2 separate regions of the Sus scrofa genome follow, and region 1 is linked to region 2. The links are chromatin contacts, called in public HiChIP or PLAC-seq maps. All regions are on one chromosome and are shown on one strand. Each heading gives the region's core, a stretch centred on a gene start, on an enhancer-like site or on the middle of the called end of the contact. The rest is flanking DNA. Distances are from core to core; before and after follow the strand shown.

What was found. HiChIP or PLAC-seq counts read pairs in DNA pulled down with a chosen protein or histone mark.
Region 1: an H3K27ac HiChIP or PLAC-seq map of alveolar macrophages shows a contact between it and region 2. The contact joins the promoter of ZNF239 here to the promoter of TFAM in region 2. A contact is called at or near these places in 1 of 5 promoter capture datasets (liver), 4 of 47 Hi-C or Micro-C datasets (alveolar macrophages, heart right ventricle and liver) and 1 of 2 datasets of contacts at active chromatin or transcription factors (alveolar macrophages).

What each region holds. Positions count from the first base shown.
Region 1 is chr14:92,186,396-92,192,983 of Sscrofa11.1, forward strand. It overlaps ZNF239 (zinc finger protein 239), which reads left to right and starts at 3,430. Exons shown (of 3, transcript XM_021073009.1): 1 at 3,430-4,491. It also overlaps the pseudogene LOC102167823.
Region 2 is chr14:92,275,830-92,282,886 of Sscrofa11.1, forward strand. It overlaps TFAM (transcription factor A, mitochondrial), which reads right to left and starts at 3,902. Exons shown (of 7, transcript NM_001130211.1): 1 at 3,499-3,902; 2 at 2,837-2,955; 3 at 713-783; 4 at 1-67. The coding sequence starts at 3,599.

The sequences.
Region 1 (6,588 bases), core at 2,180-4,679, 90 kb before region 2:
AGCTTTGATTTGACCCCTAGACTGGGAACTTCCATATACTGCAGGTGTGGCCCTAAAAAGCAAAAAATAAATAAATAAATAAATAAATAAAAATGCAGGAATGATGCTGAGTTGCTTCTAGCAGCACTTGCACTATAATGATGAGTTTTTCTAGCCCTTCGGCCATCTTTCCTGGACCCTAGCAAGGGAACATCAAGAGCTCATCATTACTGGGCGAGATTAACTTCCCTCCTCTCTCCCCTCCTGTCTGGGTGCACCTGAACAATTCTCTTTTCTCTGGGCCTCAATTATCAGTCTGAAAGGTGAAGAGAGCTGAACAAGACTCTCCCAATCAATCACCTCCATTTCTACAGTTTTTGAGGACATCCTGGTAACAGGTCAGATAATAGAGCTGCAGACATTCTTGTAACTCAGAGATCCAAGAGATCTGGAAGGAAAGAGCTCTGTGAGCCCCTGCTCCAGTCAGGAGCCAAACGGGTTGAAAAAGGGCTCAAATCTACACAAGAGCCCTGGACTCCCTTTTCCAGCTCTAACTGTGGTTTCTCCAGCTTTCTCAGGAGTCCAGCATGGCCAGGTCTGCATCTGCCACTACGCAGCTTGGTCTGGGGCACTTCTGGGTTGGAGCAATCACCCCAGCAGGCTGGACTGGGAGGTGGGGCCCAAGGGGTCCAACAGAAAATCCTCTCCTCATCTCTAGCCTGACCTGTTCCAACTGTGATGTGCTGAAAAGATGAGATGAAAAATGTGCTACAGTGGAAGTGACCCAGTTCAATACCCAAGGTGCTGGGTTTGGACACTGGCTCTGCCATTTAGTAGTAGCAGGACCTTGGGCAAGTCACTGCCTCTCTCTCACAGCCTCTGTGCCTTCCTTTTAAGAAGAGTGAATGAGGAGTTCCCGTCGTGGCACAGTGGTTAACAAATCCGACTAGGAACCATGAGGTTGCGGGTTCGGTCCCTGCCCTTGCTCAGTGGGTTAACGATCCGGCGTTGCCGTGAGCTGTGGTGTAGGTTGCAGACGCGGCTCGGATCCTGCGTTGCTGTGGCTCTGACGTAGGCTGGTGGCTACAGCTCTGATTGGACCCCTAGCCTGGGAACCTCCATATGCCGCGGGAACGGCCCAAAGAAATAGCAAAAAGACAAAAAAAATAAAAACATTAAAAAATTCTTTAAAAATTAAAAAAAAATAAAAAAGAAGAGTGAATGAGGAAGAACCCCTACTGCACAGTGCTGTTCATAGGCAAGGATGAACACTGGGCCACGAGCCCAAAGCAGATCACCCAGGAAGAAAGAGAAGTGCCTCCACCTTTAATTCTGCATGTCTCCTAAGGGCTTCCCAGATAGACTTAAGGACTCAGATGCTCCCTGACTAGTGCTCCTCCCAAGACCTTAACACACAGAAGATATAGCCCCCAAATGAAGATCTCCCAAGTTCTTACAGAATGAAAATTGATAACACAGAAGAGAGAAGGGAATGCCCTCATGTGTGAGGAAGGGGATAAGATTCAGGGTACAAACGGAGAGTTTTCTTTCTTTTCTTTCCCCCTCCCCACTCCCCCAGCCTACACCACAGGCACAGCAACCCAGGATCCAAGCCACATCTGAGACCTACATCACAGCTTGCAGCAACACCAGATCCTTAATTCACCAAGCGAGGCCAGGGATTGAACCCGCATCTTCATGGATACCATGTCCGATTCTTAACCTACTGAGCTACAATGGGAACTCCAAGTTTTCTTAAATAGAAACTGGGGCGGTTCATTCAGAATGGAAGGTAGAAAAAATAGGCTCCAGTGGAAAGAGGTGGGCAGATGTGCTTGTGTGAGGGTATAAAAGTTCTCTCTTCTCAGAGAAAGCAAGGGTCATCAGCTGTGATTGAGATGAGAGAAGTAGTTATTGGAGGCTTGAAGAAAGACGAGAAACTGTGAGATAGTCATTTAGGAGAATGAATGAACTAAGAAAGTGTAATGGGATAATTGAGCAGCACTGACGGCCCACTTGACCTTAGCAGTCATAAACTGAAAGTGAGACCAATCACCAGAGCCATATTTTTCTCAGGACACATCTGCTACACAGGTACAGGTGTGAAATAGGCAAGGAGTTGGATTCAACTAGATTTGATATTTTATCAGGAAAATAAAACCAAGGAAGATAGGAGCAAGACACTGATCATAATTATGAGCCACTCCCTCTAAATTGGGTGGGGTGGAAAATGAGAACATAAAGGCGTGAGAGTCAGGGCAAGAGTGATGGGATGGATAGGGAAGATTTAGGGGAACATCAGGTCCCAGAGAGATCTTTTGTTCCCCAGACCAAAGGCAGGAGAGCACCTCCGAGGAGGAGGCTCTCCAAATGTGGTAGGCCCTCTAAAATATCCACGTTAATCCCCAGAAACCATGAGTGCTACCTTATAGAGCAAAAAGGGATTTGTAAATGTGACAAAATTTAAGATCATGATGTGGAGAGATTGTTTTGGATTAACCAAGTGGGCCTGATGTAATCACATGTAGTTAGTTCTCTGGAAGAGTCTGCACCAGAGAAAGTAACTATCAAGCTACCTTATTAACTTCAAAGGAAGCAGAGATTGGAGTCATATGCTTTGAAGACGTAGGAAGAGATCACAAACCAAGGAACATAGACCATGAATTACCTTGAGAAAGGCAAGGAAATAGATCCTCCTCTAGAACCTCCAGAAGAACCCAGCAGTGCTGACACCTTGACTTTAGTGCAGTGAAACTGATTTCAGACTTCCGACCTCCCAGAACTGTAAAAGATGAAATTTGCGTCTGTGATACGTCACTAAGTTTATGGTAATTTATTACAGCAGCAACTGGAAACTACACCAAGAAGGGGAGAGACAAAGACGAGAGGACTAGAAAACAGCTCTTTCATCTCCAGGATTAATCTGAAGGGAAAGTATTCCAGAGAGACCAAGTGAGCATCCCTGTGTCATTCAGTGAGGGGTGAAAACAATGGAGAAGCCACTGAGGAGAATTTTGGTGCCATTCCCTTGAAGGCATTAAGAACTAAAAGGGCCTCAGAGAGAAAGGTTTCTGTGTAATCTATGATACACAGTACTATCAAATTTTACAAATCAAACTGCAGGCCTCTATATACAGCATGACCTCATTTTTGTTTTCAAAAAGCATATTTGTATAAGCCGCTAAATGAATGAACTTCTGATTTTTGAAGGAGAGGAAAAAATTACGGGTAATGTACATTCTTTAACCCCATTAGCGCTTTAATAAAACGAAAATACACTTTAATGAGTATTCCTAAAATAATTCTTATGCGTTTATAATTTAAAACACACAGACGCACTAACACGGATAACTCCAAGGAACCAGACGCAGACCTCAAACAACCGCGAAGGGCACTGGACGGAGCTCGTGATACTATCCTCCCACGCCGCGCCGCGCTAGGTCCCAGGGCGGCGCCGGAAGTGGGCGTGGTCCGCCCGCGGCTTTCTGGGACTTGTAGTTCGGCACATAGGCGCGGGTGCGGGTCAGTGTTGCCAGTGTTGCGAATCTTGCGCTTCCAGGTGTCCGACTCCAAGTGGGAGGTGAGAGCTGTCTGGCAGAAGGCGCAGCCCGGAGCAGCCCGCAGCGAAGCATCTGGCTGTCTAGTTGTGGGAACGCTGCGGGGCAGGCGCTGGACCGCAGGGACCCGGAAGCCTGGCGGGCGGCCGTGGGAGGGCGCGCGCCCTGGCGGAGATGAGAACGCGGGCCGCACGTGTGCCCACGCGCTTCGGCCGCTGCTGCGTTCCCAGGATCGGCGGCGATCACCTGAGACCAGGCGGCCCCCACTGCTGAGCCGCCCGCGGTTCCGAATGGCCCTCCTCTCGCCTGCCTGAGCTCCGGCCTCGGCTGGCCTGGGAGCTTCGCAGTTGGCCATACCGGCCTTTTCCACGCCGGTGACTGGCCCTACTCGAAGGAGATTTTCGGTGGACGTTAAGGGACCGAGAGGGGGCCTTTGAGGGACTGAAGTTTCCATCCCCACAGCCCTGTCCTCGGTGAAAAGAGAGTGCGTCACAGGCCGTGCACCCCAGAAACGAGTCAGGCCGTCAGGTGTCGGGCAGCCGAAATCTCTCCGGAGAGGCGATACATCTAACCCGACAGCTCCTACTGCTCTAACTAGAACTTGAGGGCAAAAAAATCCGCGAAGCCTGGGGAAATGGGCACATCTTAAGAGCTGCTGGGAAGGATGGGAATTTCTTACCCTGGTGGGTTTGCGGGGGAGGCTTGGCATATTTGATCCGAAGCCCAGTGGAGAGAGGTGAGGGAGGTGCAGCATGGAGAGACAGGAAGGGTACCCCAGCAGAGGGTGTATGAAGGAAGGTTGCAGGAGCTGAGTAACTTTTTTCCTACAGTCTTGCTGGATTGGCTTGTCTGTGTCCTGCAAAGTGGACGTGATTTACATGGATTTTTCGCTTTCCCTAACTCTACCTTTCCAGGAGTCTGTCCTTGCTGACAAGAGGAAATGACCGAGTTCCAGGTGAGTTGGAGTTTTTCTTCTCTGAGACTGGAAATACTTTCCTTTCCTTCCTCTCCTTTCCTTTCTTTTCTTGGGAAGGACATCAGGATTAACTTGAGTGCCTGTCTGGTGTCAGGTCCCGTCTTGGTTCTCTATGTTTTTTCTTTTTATTGTCATACTTCAGCGTGAGACATAAAACATCTTATAAACATGAGTGTAAGAACATTAAGATACTAAGAGCGTATGGTTATCAAATGATGTCATCAGGGTCTGCACAGAAAACATGCGACTTTAAATTCCACCTCAGTTTTCACTGAACTACACTGCTTCCATGAATTTGGCCCACTCCCGAGAGCACTGGGCTATGCTCTTTTATTAAAGACTCCACATAGCATTTTTGTCTGGTCCTGTGTCTCAAACCATGCCTTTTCCTGCCAGACATTTCACTCACATTGAAATTCATTCAGAGTTGTGACATGCACAATCTAGTGGTCTCAAGAAAACAAACAGAATTATAAACAACTGTGCTTTTTGTCATGAGCAGATGATGTGTATTAAAAAAGTATGCACATTAACAATGATTTATTAAACACGAAAGATCAAAAACATGAGGAAATTTGTTAAATAACAGCAGAGTAGTTACCAGATCACTCCCAGAAATGGCTCTTCAGTCAGGCTGTGCGTCACAATTATCAGAGGTGTTCTTTAAGAATTAAGACCGAGTCAGGATTGTTAACCACAGAGCCACGAAGGGAACTCCAAGAATTAAGGTTCCTAGGCATCATTCCCCCACACCTACCAAAAGGAGAATTTCACTCCTTTTTTATCCCTTTGATCTTTGTACATCCAAAAATTTATTGTGACATATTTCTCTACATACTTGGATATTTCTTTACATACTTACCACCTAGGTAGATAAGATAGGTTGCTCATCTTGCATGCTCTCATTGTTTTGTTGCTTATACCAGCATATCTACATGTTTAATTGGTACAAGAAGTTGAATTACCATGCAGCATTTTTTTAAAGACCAATTTCTCATTGGTTTCCATAAAACCATTTCTAGGAAGTTAGGTCAAGACTGTCAGTATCATAGAATTTTTGAAAAGGAAGGGGTTAGCCAGCCCCTTCTCTGCCTTGGTGCCGTTATCTTACAGAGGAGAGGTCAAATTCTGAGGGAGCTAAAGGGGAACACCATGTCTTTTATTGCAGAGAGCAGCAGAGCCAGAAGTAAACCCCATGTTTTCTAACTCCATGCACTTCCTTCTCCATAACTAAACAGGTCATCACATCAGAAATTATTTGAATAAAATATCAGGCTGGATTTTTTTTTATAATTAGATGAAATTATTTTTTTAAATTGGAAGTATAGTTGATTTACAGTGTTTCAGATGTACAGACTGGATTTTAAGGAAGAAAAAAAATTAGTTCTTAACAATATCACCAACAAAACCATCTTTTTGCTTAGTCCTCACATCCATGGGAAAACACCATGTGTGCTTATAAAAACCTGTTTAAGGAGTTCCCATCATGGCACAGCAGAAACAAATCCAACTAGGAACCATGAGGTTTGCCAGTTTGATCCCTGGTCTCGCTCAGTGGGCTAAGGATCTGGTGTTGCCGTGAGCTGTGATGTAGGTGGCAGGCATGGCTTGGATCTGGCGTGGCTGTGGCTGTGGTATAGGCCGACGGCTACAGCTGGGATTTGACCCCTAGCCTGGGAACCTCCATATGCTGCAGGTGCGGCCCTAAAAAGACAAAAATAAATAAATAAATAAAAATCTGTTTAAAAGGACAGTAAGCTGACTCAGATACTGAGTGTGACATCTCAGTGCCTTGAAAATAATTGAGAGGGAGTTCCCATTGTGGCTCAGCAGGTTAAGGATCTGACTAGTATCCATGAGGATACGGGTTCAATCCCTGGTCTTGCTCAGTACGTTAAAGGATCCAGCATTGCCGTGAGCTGTGGTATAGGTCACAAATGCAGCTCGGATCTGGTGTTGCAGCAGCTGTGGTGTAAGCTGGCAGCTGCAGCTCTGATTCAGCCCCAAACCTGGGAACTTCCATGTGCCTTAGACAAAGCCCGTTTAAAAAAAAAAAAAAAAAGGAAGAAAGAAAGA
Region 2 (7,057 bases), core at 2,652-5,151:
GTTCTTGAATTCTGTTTACCTCTTCTTTGTACACCTGCCAGTCTGCCCTATAAGCATCTTCATATATCTATAATAAAAAAACCCAAATAAGAAGTCAGTAAATTGTTGCTGGTTAATTAAACATAGCACATCTATCAGGGAAAGACAACTGAGAAACTTCAGAAAGACAGAACCACAGAAAATGTGCTATGTGAATCACATAATTCACATTTTTCTTTTTCTTTTCTTTTTTCTTTTTAGGGCTACCCCCAAGGCATATGGACGTTCCCAGGCTGGGGGTCTAATTGGAGTAGCCGCTGCCAGCCTATGCCACAGCCACAGCAACACCTGATCTGAGGTGCAGCCTGCGGCAACACCAGATCATTAACCCACTGAGTGAGGTCAGGGATCAAACCAGCATCCTCATGGATACTAGTCAGGTTCTTAAACCCACTGAGCCACAATGGGACCTCCCACATATTTTTCATACACATGATAACCAAGGTGAGAATCCAGCAATTAGACTCCAACTTCAAATTGCTGCCGACCCTTCATCATTACATCCAAACCCATACATCCATATGCTCATTATTTACATGGTATGAAGGTATGAAGTTCCTTTGAAGATAATGGATGTTAAAAAAATTCTGAGTCATCTAGTCCCTTAAAGAACATGACAATTGTTCTTACTGCAGAATAACCAATCAACAATGTTGAAAACCTATAGACTTACCTTTTTCTCTGAATCAGGAAGTTCCCTCCACAGCTCAGCAATTTTTTTAATTAGTTCTGAATTTTTTGCATCTGTGGAATGAAATAAAGTGAAAACTGATGTCACAATTTTATGTCTCAGGATCAATTTCTAAAAGACTTCTAGGAAAGCATAATTCATTAGTTATAAAAGCATTTTGATGGACATCTCTATACCACACACAACTTAATACAATAATTTAGCTTTTCTCTAAACTAATTTAAACATAATAATTTAAATTTTACTTAACTTTTTTTTATTTGCTTTTCAGGGCCGTACCTGTGGCATATGGAGGTTCCCAGGCTAGGGTCTAATCGGAGCTATAGCTGCCAGCCTACGCCAGAGCCACAGCAACGCCAGATCCAAGCCGCATCTGCAACCTACACCACAGCTCGTGGCAACGCCAGATCCATAACCCACTGAGCAAGGCTAGGGATTGAATCTGCAACCTCATGGTTCCTAGTTGTATTCGTTTCCACTGGGCCATGACGGGAACTCCATATCTAACATTGTTAAAGTCTATTATCTAATAATTAAGGAGTATATCACTTACCACCAAAATGATTCTCAGAATGATCAGTTTAAGCAATTGGGTAATCAATGCCTACAAGTTTTTTACTTCATATTTCAATCAAAACATTTTTCTCAAGTCTTTCAGGAATTATCAAGTTCATAAAACCTGACTAAACAACAAAATACAGTCTTGATTTATATAACACTACCTTGTATTTCAGTTATAGAAATACAATTTGCAGACAAACCATTCTAAAACCAATTCATTATTCCCCATTTCCTTTTTTTTTTTTTTTTTTTTTGTCCTTTTTTGTATTTTCTGGGGCGGCACCCGAGGCATATGGAGGTTCCCAGGCTAGGGGTCTAATTGGAGCTGTAGCCGCTGGCCTACACCACAGCCACAGCAACTCCAGAGCCGAACCTTGTCTGAGACCTACACCACAGCTCACACCAGATCCTTAACCCACTGAGCAAGGCCAGGGATCCAACCGGCGACCTCATGGTTCCCAGTCGGATTTGTTAACCACTGAGCCATGACTGGAAACTCCAGCTATTACTAGTTTAATCATTATCTTTACACTATAAACCAAATAATGATCCATAGCCTTTCAAGTAGTCAACAAACCTCCTAATTGGAAATTTTCCAGGAACTAAAGATAAAAACTTTCAGTGAAAAAGCTCTTTTGTTGTCTTTTTGCTATTTCTTGGGCCGCTCCCGCGGCATATGGAGGTTCCCAAGCTAGGGGTCAAATTGGAGCTGTAGCCACCAGCCTATGCCAGAACCACAGCAACGCCAGATCCGAGCCGTGTCTGCAACCTACACCACAGCTCACAGCAACGCCGGATCGTTAACCCATTGAGCAAGGGCAGGGACCAAACCTCATGGTTCCTAGTAGGATTCATTAATCACTGCACCACAACAGCAACTCCCAAAGCTCTTGAAATCAACAGTAATTTGTATAGAGCTTTAAAGTTTACATTAACACATCCACATAAGTTATTTCATTTCAACTTCATTAACAATTCCCAGTGGCAGAAGGAGCTAAGCCAGAGGTAAAATGATTCATCAATGGTCCTCTAGACTAATGGCAACTAGGCCCCAAATTTTGGTTTTTCATTCTTTTTCCTGGCTGTTTTCCACTCTACCTGATGCTATTCTAAAAATACTTTTTTGGGGTTCCCGTAGTGGTGCAGAGGAAACAAATCCGATCAGCAACCATGAGGTTGTGGTTGGATCCCTGGCCTCGCTCAGTGGGTTATGGATTTGGTGCTGCTGTGAGCGGCGGTGTAGGTTGAAGACACAGCTCGGACCCTGTGTTGCTGTGCCTGTGGTGTAGGCCGGCAGCTGTAGCTCTGATTGGACCCCTAACCTGGGAGCCTCCATATGCCTTAGGGTTTGGCCCTGAAAAGCAAAAATAATAAGACATTTTTGTTTGGTAAAAAAATACATCTGCTGTTTTACAGACCATCACACAGAATGGTTACGTTTTGCCGTCACTGAATGCTTTGGTAATGAATATTAAGTTTGCAGTTTAACTGCTTAGTGGCCTCTATATTACATAAGAGAAGAGTACAAAGCCCAAAACTCCTTACCTGGGTTCTGAGCTTTAAATATGGGTAGCTGTTCTTTAGAAAATCGAACGTATGAAGTCATAGGCTTCTTTGGAAAACCACTCAGGGTGGATGAAAACCATCTTGGTACATACGCAAAACTACGTACAAATAAAAAGAAAACAAATGTTAATAAGCATTTAGGTGCTCATATTCACATGTATATGAACACAGATATCAAATGAGATGTCATCAAGATGCTATCTAACACCTTCGATTAGACAGCTAGTGATATTAAAATCCTGTCCCAGCCAGATGGAGGAGCTCGTAAAACTGAAGTCTCCAAGCCCTTACTTTCTAGGAAGGGCAGAAAGTGGAGGAAAATATGTATAATCCAGCTCCTGCGCCCCGCCTTCTCAGTGCCTAGACGAAGGCGGGAGAATCTGGGAGCTTCGAGGGGGATGCCAAACCGCGGGCTCCAAGTATAGACAGTGGGGAGGGCCGGAAGCAAGGCACGGGGTACTGATGGAGTGAGGCCTTGTCTCAAAGCCACCATCCCCTTGGCAAGGTCGAGGTCTGAATCACAGGACCAAGGTGGCCCTGACCTTTTTGGGGGAACAGAAAGCGGAGAAAAGCTTCCACATTACAACTGCAGGGCATCGTGAGCCCTGCCGCCTCCCGAGGCGCAAGGTAAGCAGTCCTACCTGAACGGAGAGCGCAGTCGACTTCCACAAACCGCACAGAGGTCCGCTCCTGACTTTCCCAGGGCACTCAGCACGCCCCACACGCCCCGGAGAAGCGCCATTGCACCCGTAGACAAAGCACTGACCAGGCCCCAATCTTGTGCAGCTCCCGAGCGCAAGAGAACAACCCCAACAATGACGACTTGAACTCGCAAGCAACTCTTCAGACCTCGCTATCATGCCCGCCACTCGCGAGGCACTATGGGAAATCAGTCAACATCCGGTTTAGATAGGGGGCGGGGACAAGGAAAAAGGTGCAGACGCAGTAGTCGCTTCCTAGGTGGGCGGGACTACGACGAAGGAGGAGGAGCTCGGGGGCGGAGAAGGGAAACCGCAGCCCGGCTCGCCTGCGGAGGGCCCTGGCCTCGAGGGGGCGCTGCTGAGCCGCCCCCGGCCCCCGCTTCCACAGCGTATTCCGTGGCGGGGCCAGGAGGCTGATGGAGGCAGTGGCTGGCGTCTGCCTGTGACGGCAGGGAGGGCTAGTACGCAACAGACAGTTTTACCGCGAGTACCTGTGTCGCCCACGCTGCTCTGAGGTCAGGTGGCTGGGTGCTTTGCGCCCAGCAGAGTGCCTAAGTTCAAGCAGGAGCTGGAGCTCAGAGTCAAAATTACTGACGACGAGTTGGGTGGAGCCTGGTTTCAAACCTTTGAATGCAGATTTCCGGGCCTTGCTGCTGAGCTTGATTCAGTGTACCTGTGTGGGTTCCCAGGTCTCCGCGTTTTTAACAGGATCCTTAAGGTTTAACAAATGGTCATGGGGCCACATTTAAAGCAATACAGATCCAGACCATCTTCCCATCCACTGCAGCTGTCGCTGACCCAGACTTCAAACTTGATATCCAACCCTGCTTAATTTGTGGGGAGGAGACATTGACTAGTTAATAGTCTGGAACTAGAATCCTAGATCCGGTATTAACATCCTAATCGGGGAATGTCGCATCCTCTAAGATTTAATTTCTCCCTTCTGCAGATGAGGATGTTGGACTAGATCAGAGTACTCCCAACCAAAGCCCTGAGAACAGTGGCAGGTACGCCTTAAAATATTGGTCGATGCGTTTTGTACAACCATTTTTCTGCGTGGACAATGGCATGAAAAAGTTTGGGAAGATCTAAAGACTAAAGCTAAGGGCTCTCCTAGTTTTTACATTCCAATTGCTTCAAGGATTGCCAACTCTTGAAACAGCCTTTCCTTTGTTGGATAGCTGTAATTGTCAGAAAATTCTTTTTTTGGGGGAGGGGCGTCTTTTTAGGGCCGCACTTGCGGCATATGGAGGTTCCCAGTCTAGGGGTCACATCTGAGCTGCAGCTGCCCGCCTACACCGCAGCCACAGCAAGACCAGATCTGAGCTTCATCTGCCACCTACACCACAGATCACGGAATGCCATATGCTTAACACATTGAGCGAGGCCCGGATCCAACCTGCATCCTCATGGTTCCTAGTCAGATTCATTTTGGCTGAGCCATGATGGGAACTCCAGAAAATTTTTACCAGTGTAATAATATTAAGCTGATTCTATCTTTCTGTAGCTTTGAAAAATTGGCCCTTTGGTGCTAGAAAGGACTAAGCCCACTTTTTCTCTGAAGTGGTAAGCATCTACCACCATTTCCTGCTTCACACAGTCTCATCTGTTCAAACTCTCACCCTGTCATGGAAGAGACGAGTTTTTGTTTTTTCCGAGTACATATATACTATGTACAGGGTCCCAAATGCAGATAAAAAACACAGCATTCTGTGTGAAGTCAAGTGGCAGAATCAAAGAAATGAAGTTACAACAGAGTATCAAGATAGAGATTAAGTACAGGATAGAATTCCTTACAGTTACATTTTAGCTGATTTTTGAAATATTTTTTCTTTATATTTTCTTGGAATGTTTTTGTTCTTTCAGATGTTTGACATAAAGTTAAGCTTCTTTTGGATATTTAAAAAAATAATTTTGTTGTTTTAAAGTGTCTTTTTGGGAGTTCCCGTCGTGGCGCAGTGGTTAACGAATCTGACTAGGTACGATGATGTTGCGGGTTCGATCCCTGGCCTTGCTCAGTGGGTTAAAGATCCAGCGTTGCCGTGAGCTGTGGTGCAGGTCGCAGACACTGCGTGGATCCCCCATTGCTGTGGCTGTGGCATAGGCCGGCGGCTACAGCTCTGATTAGACCCCTAGCCTGGAAATCTCCATATGCCGCAGGAGTGGCCCTAGAAAAGGCAAAAAGACAAAAAAAAAAAAAAAAAAAGTGTCTTTTTGATAAATCTTGCTGTAAATTTCTTACAAATCTAATCTATAACATTTGTTTTCATCAGATGACAGTATTTTTTAAAATTCATGTACACCACAGTGGTAATTTTATTCCAAACTCAGTATTTACACAGGAAATATAATTTTATATTATTCAAACTGTCTTTGAACAAAAAGGCATATGGCTTCATGTATTTTACCTTATAAAACTTGAAGACTTACCATAGCCTTTTCCAAGTTTCTCTCCCTTTATTTTGTTTTAAAAGTTCATTCATGGAGTTCCCGTCGTGGCACAGTGGTTAATGAATCCGACTAGGAACCATGAGGTTGCTGGTTCGATCCCTGGACTTGCTCAGTGGGTTAAGGATCCAGCATTGCCGTGAGTTGTGGTGTAGGTTGCAGACACGGCTCAGATCTGGTGTTGCTGTGGCTCTGGCGCAGGCCAGTGGCTACAGCTCCGATTCGACCCCTAGCCTGGGAACCTCCATATGCTGAGGGAGTGGCCCTAGAAAAAGCAAAAAGACAAAAAAAAAAAAAAAAAAAAAAAGTTCATTCATGTCAGCCCATGATTTCAACTATCAATTATATCCTCATGATTCATATTTTATATTGAATCAGGACCTCTCCATTTAGTCCCATGTCTATATAACCACTGTCTTCTGGGCATCCGGGCATCTTTACCTTCATGTTTCATAGCTACCTCAGATTTCTGTGATTAAAATTCACTATCTTTCCTCTATCTTGAACTCCTTTTCTTTTCTTTCTATTCTTTTTTTTTTTTTCTTGATTTTTAGGGCTGCACCTATGGCATATGGAAGTTCCCAGGCTAGGGGTCAAATCGGAGCTGCAGACACTGGCCCTCATCCTCACTGATCCTGGTCAGGTTTGTTAACCGCTGAGCCATGACAGGAACTCCTAACATTTTTTAATTATTAGTGATGTTTGAGCATGAGCACTATGGTAGGTTATGAAAAATTAAAACAGCACACCCTTAGGTTGGGATTGTTCTTTAATGTTTTCAGAACATCTTTATGTAACCATATTTGATTATGTGATTCACAAATTGAAGAAGTAGACAGAGAAAGTTTTATCACAATCATGGTTCCCAATTTACAGATGAGAGTAATTAAGTTCTAAAAGCTCAGGTCACAAGGTTGTTTCTAATGCTAAGTGGTAGAAGTGAATACCTGGTCTTCCAATTTATTGTCTTGTGCTCCTACCATTCTATTGGACTATCCCTCAGATTCAGTCAACACATCACATTATCCCAGCCCAAAGTATCTTCCTTGGA